Regions from separate parts of the Danio rerio genome. Here region 2 is linked to region 1. A link is a contact called in public Hi-C data. All regions are on one chromosome and are shown on one strand. The core of a region is the stretch at or near the end of the contact, and the rest is flanking DNA. Distances in the headings are between cores, read along the strand shown.

Region 1 (4,636 bases), core at 760-3,259:
TCTGGGGTCGCCACAGCGGAATGAACCGCCAACTTATCCAGCATGTTTTTACGCAGCGGATGCCCTTCCAGCTGCAACCCATCTCTGGGAAACATCCACACACACACTCATACACTACATACAATTTAGCCTACCCAGTTCACCTGTACCTCATGTCTTTGGACTGTGGGGGAAACCGGAGCACCCAGAGGAAACCCACGTGAACGCAGGGAGAACATGCAAACTCCACACAGAAACGCCAACTGATCCGAGGCTCGAAACAGTGACCCAGCGACCTTCTTGCTGTGAGGCGACAGCACTACCTAGTGCGCCACTGCATCGCCCATAACAAAAACCTTAATATATGAAAAGTAACTTTTTAACTTTTTTTTTTAACTTTAGACTACAATGCAAATCTAATTAGATCCACTTTAGTTGGTAAGCAAAGCAAGTCTCTCCTATAATATCTCTACTAAAAGACAGTTATTAATATTATTTAGAAACTGTATTGTAAATAAATCATATGATTATTTTCATATTAGTTAATATTATTACTCCAATTAATTAAAAAAAAACTTAGTAAATATAAATTTACACACATTTACAAAATAAACAGAATTAATGATGGGCTAAAAATCTGTGGAAATCTGTGGAATTCTGCAGCACGGATTCCATATGGACCTACCTATGGGCTACAGTTTTTAACTTAAAACAAGTTACCAGATTCCTAATTTTTTTTTTTTTTAAGTGATGGATGACAATAAATTTGTGTTTTAAAAATAAGCATTGTTTCATATTTCTTTGTTCAAAATATTTAATTTAAAATTAAATATTTACATTTGTAAACAAACACTTTGAGGTAAAATAGGATTGATAAGCATTTTGACAAAAATCTGACAAGCTAATCCAGCAAAAATGCTTCAAATGTCACTAAAATACAGTATTTGAACCTCATAATTTAATATAAAATTAAGTATAACTGCAAAAAGGTACACTTTTTGAGAAAAAAAAGAACCACCTTTTTCATCAAGCTGGCTGCAGGCCTGTTAATGGAGAGCCGTCACAGGAGTTACCTTTGGGGCACTTACACAACCCCATGACAGATGCTGGAAACCTAAAATACCGAAAAATACCTGAAATACTGATTCATCTTACCACAGTACTAGTTTCCACTGTGCAATGGTCCATCCCAGATGCCTCAGAGTCCAGAGAAGTCAATAGCGCTTCTGGACACTGTTAACATTAGGCTTCCTTTTGCCACAGTGAAGTTTTCACTGGCATTTGTGGGTGTAACATTGTGGTGTCTGACAAAGGCTTGTCAAAGTATTCATGATCCCATGTGGTAATATCTCTTATAGATGACTGACAATTCAATATGCAGTGCCACCAGAGGGATCGCCTGAGGTATCTTTTATTTATGGTATGCACTGTTGCAGGTGAAATATCCAAATGGGTTTCTATCTTTCTTTGAGGAACATTGTTTTTAAATATTTCAATAACTTCTCTCATGGACTTTTCTGCAAACTGGCGATCCTCAGCCCATCATTGCTCCTAAAGACCTACTTTTGGTGGATGCTGCTTTTGTACCAAATCATAATTACAATCACCTGTTGACATCACCTGATTCAAATCACATCATTATTTAACCAATATACCTGGTTATTAGCCATAAATTGTTCCTGTACAAACTATTTTAAATGTGTTGCAAGAACCAAAATTGGAATATGTGTTTATTTTAATGATAATAATGATAAATAATAATAATAATAATAATAGATAGATAGATAGATAGATAGATAGATAGATAGATAGATAGATAGATAGATAGATAGATAGATAGATAGATAGATAGATAGATAGATAGATAGATAGATAGATAGATAGATAGATAGATAGATAGATAGACAAGCTGCAACTCATGGCCAGCAGGGGGCAGCAGATAGCTCGGGTAGGTTAATGTGAGGGAACACTGTAGTATTGAGGGGTGCAGATTACTTGAGAAATTTGACCATGAGGACTCGACGCGTTGCATCAGAAGCGCGCTGCTGTTTCTTGCTTTTCAACAGTATGGAAATAGAGAGGCCGCTGGAGAGCAACTAATAGGACTATGAGGACGAGAAATCGGGAGTCAACAAAGACACTAGACAAAGGAGAGCTCCCTTTCTATAAAATCACTCCATAACGGAGCAAACAAAGCACGACAACTGTTTTGACACTTCCATTGTTAAGTGGTTATCGCCATTTAAAGGACACGGGACTGGACTGGACTCAACTCGCTCTCCGTGGATCAGTTGGGAAACAAAACTGGAGTCTTGAAAATCCTCTGATTTACTTCTGTGAGAATGGGGTGAGTTCGCTTTCCTAGCAGCTTTTACTACAGATGTGAGAAAATCGACGACGATTGGTTTTGAAGAACGCAACTAACCTCGTTTTGAACATTTAGAGTTTACATCTGTCAGCGTGGTACAGTTGAAAATGCTGAGTAACTTTAGTTTGGAGCAGTATTTTTTGGACGGCGTAAGTTTGGAAAGGGAAAACGCGAGCTCACAGTCCGGTTGTGTTTCGAAATCCACAGCGCTGTCTAACTAGACTACATATTAGGGAGCTTTACAACCCCTTCAAAATCAGATGAAAATTGTCAAAAAATCTCTTACCCAAAAAGCAGCACGTGACCGCAATGCTGGCAAAAGTGCTGTATTTACTCGCTGCACTCCTGATCTCTAACGTTAGGTGTTATGGGATTTAAAAAATCTCATTCAAATAACAGTGATTTCAATTAGCATCGTCTTAATTGTTGTAAAATAATACATTATTATTATTACATCGACGAACTGTTTTTGGAAATTAAATAATAACGTTACGCGTGACACATCGTGACCTATTATCTCTTTTACAGTACATTTATCAAATAAACTATGTACAGTTAACATATATAATGACTGTATGAAGAATAACATTGTAATTGTGCAGATTTTGTTTTTATATCTTGAAAAATATATAAAAACAACATAGTTTACATATTTATTTTTTTATCTTTAAAATATGTATTTTTTATATAAACTAGTTGGAAAGAGGCAGGTATTCAGAAAATGCCATGGTCTGTTGATCAAAGATTTTCATATGAACTGCTTTAAGTCAACATTTAATGAAAAAACAAATCACCATTCATTTATGTCACAACTTGATCTTCCGGTGAAACAACAGTTTTCTGGTGATGATTAACGTTAGTGAACTTCTCAATGATTTAGTCTATACTAAACTTTGCTCCTTGCAACTGTAAGTTGTGATATCAATGTCTTGCCCATGCTCCTGCATAGAATCCATACATCAGAAACAGTTATTTCATATGTAATTATATTTTATTAATTTATTCTAATTAACTAGCAATAATCATTAACCAGTTTTTAAAACTGGGTAGTACTGATGCTTGATACCACAGATTGCCTTCACGATTCGATAATGAGTAAAATTCAAGCTGGTATCGGCAACTTCAATCCAATATTTTGTGCAAATACACGTGTGTAACAAATGTAAAAAAATGTAATGTATCTATGTATCTATTTGCGAAATCGAACTTAAAGCATGAAGATCTGGTATCCAAGGTATTGAAATTTCACATGACTACTGGGTAGGAAAAAAATACTCCACAATTGGTCACAGCAAATTTGTGGAATTGGTCAAAGGTTAAAAAATTTATCTTAATTAAAGAGTCTGCCATTATCTATTTGTATGTAGCTAATAATAATAATGACAATAATATAAAAATGCATTAAATATATTAAACATGTTAAAACTTGGGTAGCAGTGTTAAATAGTTGAGCTTGATATATGTGATTAAACTGAAAATTGTGATAACTGAGACAAAGTCAGGTGTTTGTAGGCCTGGGACGATAAGCGATATTATATCGAATCGCAGTAAAATTTATGTCAATTACAATGATAAGCTTTGGACTTTTTTTGCTCATAGAAAAGTTAGTAATAAACATTTATACAAAAGTATTTATGGGTATAAAGCATCTGTTTTGTGAGAAGTGCTCCTCATATGATATGTAAACGACCCGTACAGCTTTACTTTGACATTTCCTTGAACGAGAATGACATCAACTGAAACTTTCGGTAGTACACCACGCCCACCAAAAGGGTAACGTTTTAAATAACGCTTTCCGCTGCAATGTCAGTTAATAAGCTTGCGCCCTTACATTTTCTGGAGAACTCAAGCTGAAATGGTTGCTGACTGAAGTGGTTGCTTCTTCAAAATTGAAATACAGACATTACTTTGATTTCATTGAGCATAAAAACTAAAATATTGCTGTGGAATGCAGTCCATGTCTTGTTTCTATAGACCTCAACCAGCAATTTGTTCAAGCACGTCAATAGAAAGCATTCTATAACCAAGGAGGACACCGATGCCTAAAAACACAGCAGTTTAACTCTGCTTAAACAGGCTAAATTGATTTTTTTGTGCTGGAGTGAAGGAATCTTCTGAATGTGAAGTAGAATCTTCTGAATGTGCGTAGCTGCTTATGGTACCATTCACATTGTGTCTTTTGGGCGCAAACATTCGTTATTTCCAGTGGAGGTGCGCAGCTTGCGCAAATACTCAAAGCACCTATTGCTTTGACTCGCATTTTCCAGGCACACCAGTTGAAAACCGTGA
Region 2 (4,636 bases), core at 1,379-3,878, 180 kb after region 1:
TTGTTCAAATATCCAAACCCTCTGCTAGTTTGTATTCATCGTACAGTAACGTTTCCCTCAAGTAAACAGCACTGTTGTAACTGTTGTTAAATGTCATTAAACTAAGTCATGTGTTGACCTTATTCTACAGTGCGCCGGTTTTTGCGATTGTTTTAGAATTTCTAGGAATAGGACAGAAAACAGTTAAACTACTTGCTTTACAAACAAGTATGTTCATGAATATACATAAAAAAGAAAATAATATAATAAGAAAATGTCAAGCAGCATAACAGGCTGTTTTAAAGATCTAAAAATCTATAAAAGTGAATGAGACCGGAAGTCTTGAGGCAAAAGATTCCTAGCTGTGCCCGCTAGCACGTGAAGGATGAGATCAAAACTAACAAACTCTTTAATTACAGTAATAAAGTACTGTAAAAATAATTAGTGTCCACAGATAGAAATGAACTAGCGGTGAATGTGCCACTGCTGGGTTGATAAGGGCATCTAGTAAACAGTTCTGTGTATGCAGCTATAGACAGTTCTGCTAACCACACTGAACTGTGACACAGCACACTTTAGGCATGGCACATGTGGACTGGAGCTTTATGTAATTCATAAAGAACACCGAAACTCTTTAAAATGCTTTAACTTTTCATTGATTGTTTGTTTTCTTCAATTTATATAACACAGGCCCGTAGCCAAGTGGGGTTCAGGTGGTTCGAAAGACCACCTTTTTTTCTTTCTTAAATATTTCCCAAATGATGTTTAACAGAGCAAGGACATTTTTACAGCATGTCTGATAATATTTTTGTTTCTGGAGAAAGTCTTAATTGTTTTATTTCAGCTAGGATAAAAGCAGTTTTTATAAAAAAAAAAAAAAAAAAAAAAAAAAACAGGTCAAAGTTATTAGCTCCTTTAAGCTATACATTTTTTTTGATAGTCTGCAGAGTAAACCATTGTTATACAATGCATTCCCTAATTACCCTAACTTTTTAGTTAACCAAATTAACCTAGTTAAGACTTTAAATGTCACTTTAAGCTGTATAGAAGTGTCTTGAAAATATCTAGTAAAATATTATGTACATGGCAAAGAAAAAGTAAATCAGTTATTAGAAATTAGATACAAAAACTATTATGTTTAGAAATGTGTTGAAAAAAATATCTCTACGTTAAGCAGAAATTGGGGAAAAAATAAACAGATCAAATCAAATCAAATCACTTTCATTGTTACATCATGCTATGATGAGTAAAAAGCTTAGGTGCTGGATCCAGACAGTACAAAATACAGACAGTGCAAATAAAATGACAAACACAATGGCAAAATACAACAGCATACTCCTCAAAAAAAAAAAAAAAAAAAAAGGCATTTAATTTGATTTCATTAACAAAACAAATTATCTACACTACCTGACAAAAGTCTTGTCACCTTTACAAGTTTTATGAATAATAAACAATAACTTAACTTTTAGTTGATCATTTGGTATTAGAAATGGCTATTATGAAAGGCAAAGGCCTCTAGATTACGCTTATTTTCCCAAAATAAAATATGATCATGCCTTAATTTTTAATTGTTTTATTAGAACAGTAAGGTCTGACTTTGCTTAGACAAAAGTCTTGTCACTTAACAGAAATAATGTACAGTATTAAAGATAAAGTCATGGTGCATTGGAAAAAGAATGATTATGACTCCCATGAGCTTGGATGACTGAATCCATACATCTGTACCGTTGTTGCCACTGGCTTGCATGGTTCAGGATCTGTAGAGCTGTGCATCGATGGATTTGCTCTTCAGTGTTTGGACTCTCAGTATTGAATATTAAACCACACTGAACTGAACTAAACTGAAATGAAACTAAACTCTGAAAACTGAACTACATTGTTTCAATTTACTATGATCTTCAATGTGACCCTGCTTTGACACAGTCTACATTGTTAAAGCGCTATAAAAATAAAGGTGAATTGAATTGAATCTTACTCCATTCTGAGTTAGGTGAATTGGATAATTGGCCAACTGGCTGAGCCAGGACTCAAACCAGCAACCCTCTTGCTGTGAGATGACAGTGCTAACCACTTAGCCACCTTGTTGGCCTTTAAGAGGGACAATTAAAACGAAATACTTTTGTACTTAAGTAACTTCAGAAAAGATCACTTTATCTTTTTTACTGTAGTAATATCTTATTAGGTTATAAGAGCTTGATTTGTGTACCTCGTCCATGTTACATATTGATTAAATGTTCACAGATTACATTATTTACACATTGAAAGTAACGCTTTTGTAACATATTATAGCACTGAACACCTGAGTTTAATTTTCCAGCTTCTTTGTTATTAATCAACAAGGGCTGGGATCATGACTCAGATTTTCTACAAAAGCACACTGACGTCCATTGTTTTTCTTTTTAAACAAATAGTATAACTGGACAATTGATTAAAAGCTCATTAGAAGGAATAGAGTTCATCTGTTTTCGTGTTAGCTAACATTAAAAACTTTGGAGTCAAAAGAGAGACCAATTAAGCATGTTTATCATACTAGTGATGAGGTTCCAGTTAGACATCAGGGATTTTTGAATCGAACAGAACGGAGCAAGTGGTCTGCCAACTGTTTCTCAAAGTAAGAAGTGTCTGCCCTTCTCGTGACCTTTTTTTGAGCTTTTCAGTAAACAGGTCCTATATTAAACCTTTAGCGCTCTCTTGCGGTTTTTATTGTAACTGTGCAGCTGTTTTAAAGGGATAGTTCGCCCAAAAATAATCACTCTGTCATATTTTACTCACCAAAAATGTTCAAAACCAGTTAGATTATTTTTTGTGGTGTAAAAACAACAGAAGGACGTTGAAAACTTTAACAATTGACTTTCAAAGTATTTGTTTTTTTTCTATGGAAGTCAACCCTTACAGGTTTCAATCATTCTTCAAAATATCATTAATAAATATTTTTTGTATATAAAAAAAAAAAAACAAGCAAACAAACTCAAACTAGTATGAAAAGGATAATGATGACAACTTTCATTGCTGGGTGAATTGTCTTATTTTAATATTTATTCAATAAAACATTCTAGTGTCTATTTCATTTTCTTTCTGAGATTTATTATTTAGATACTAATATCTTATCTGTTACATGCAACATATACTTATTCTCTACGGTGACTGAGGGAGCTTAACTTACCTATAGTATTTGAATGCAGCCTTTATGATGCAAGCTGAGATTGCATCACTCAGCGATGCAATGTCAGACACAATGCACTCAATTTAGTGAGGGACGTCATTGGGTAGGGTTAGTGGGTGGGGTTAGGTAAGCGCATTAAAATGCATTGGATGCAGCTCAAATTGTACTGCATCAGGTCTCCATCAAGACCCCTCTCTAATATGCTGCAACTTACGAAAACACATGCAATTACAAAAAACAGCAGCAAATGTAGAAAAGATCTTTATATGTTTGACAGTAAAATGTGCTGCATTTTCTCACAACGCAAACAATTTAATCAATTGCACTGCATTTTCACACAATACAAATGAATAAAATGGGCTGCATTTTCTCATAACAAAAGCAAATGAATAAAATGCGCTGCATTTCCTCACAACACAAACAAATTAATAAACTGCACTGCATTTTCTCACAACACAAATTAATAAACTGCACTGCATTTTCTCACAACACAAACAAATTAATAAAATGCGCTGCATTTTCTCACAACACAAACAAATTAATAAAATGCGCTGCATTTTCTCACAACACAAACAAATTAATAAAATGCGCTGCATTTTCTCACAACACAAATTAATAAACTGCACTGCATTTTCTCACAACACTTGCAAAAAAAACGGAACACAACAGAATGTTTCAAGGGGACTCTAAAAATGTGACGAACGCTGCTGTGTTGTGACTATTGCTGGGTCCCATTTCGCATTCTATCCATCCTAAAAAGTATTCGAAAATAAAATTAGTATGTGCCAAACCATATGTTGAAAAGAGAATGCCAAAGGTTCTTGGATGATTTAATATTTTTGGCAAAAATTCGAAGAGTCGAAACATCCATACTCTAACAGCTAATATTGCCCACAATATACATTGCATGTTTGATTTAATTAAAATTACAGATTCCGGTAAAACATGTTAATAAACTACAAACATGGCAGATGCATGTGACCAACTATCAAGTGGAGAGGCTTTGGTAAAGTTGTTTGAATGACTGTTAATTAATATCTAACCAACTGGAACATGTTTAAAGCCCATTTTCCGTGTTATATTTAATCAACAACAATGTGAACTTACATGAAGATATGTTTGGACAACTTCTGAATGCATAATTGCCCAAAGACCTGAGAAGTTTTCTCTGCATAAAAGACTCGCGAATGGCAGATTATTCTGCTGCTGCTTCTCCATAAAGTTAACCTCCACTCCACAGCTGCCCTGTCCTGACCTATTCATGCATCTCTAAGGACCGAGCTGTCCCGGGAGAAGCTTGCTAATATACAGAATTGGACTCAAGGCCTTCTGGGCGTTCAAAGCATTTGCAGACCTGGACAGATTTGTCCAGCCCATCACCCCCTTGTGCTGGAAAAGGGATTCATTCTCCCTATGAGCTATCAACCAAGGCTGAACCTGGACGGGGGCGTCCCGCGAGTCACTTTTAACACTCAAGGCAGGGATAGTTTGTCC

What was found. Hi-C and Micro-C count contacts between places; a contact is called where the count stands out from the background.
Region 2: a contact with region 1 is called in a Hi-C map of an unstated tissue, with 2.9 times the contacts expected there. The contact joins the enhancer-like site here to the promoter of homer3b in region 1.

The regions. Positions count from the first base shown.
Region 1 is chr11:13,923,423-13,928,058 of GRCz12tu, forward strand. It overlaps homer3b (homer scaffold protein 3b), which reads left to right and starts at 2,010. Exons shown (of 10, transcript NM_201113.1): 1 at 2,010-2,326. The coding sequence starts at 2,322.
Region 2 is chr11:14,099,808-14,104,443 of GRCz12tu, forward strand. No RefSeq gene overlaps it. Among named protein-coding and RNA genes, the nearest start is that of si:ch211-1a19.2, 18 kb to the right of the region's middle. Within about 2 kb of position 2,629, at least 8 of the 62 cell types and tissues checked have an H3K27ac peak or open chromatin away from gene starts, as enhancers often do.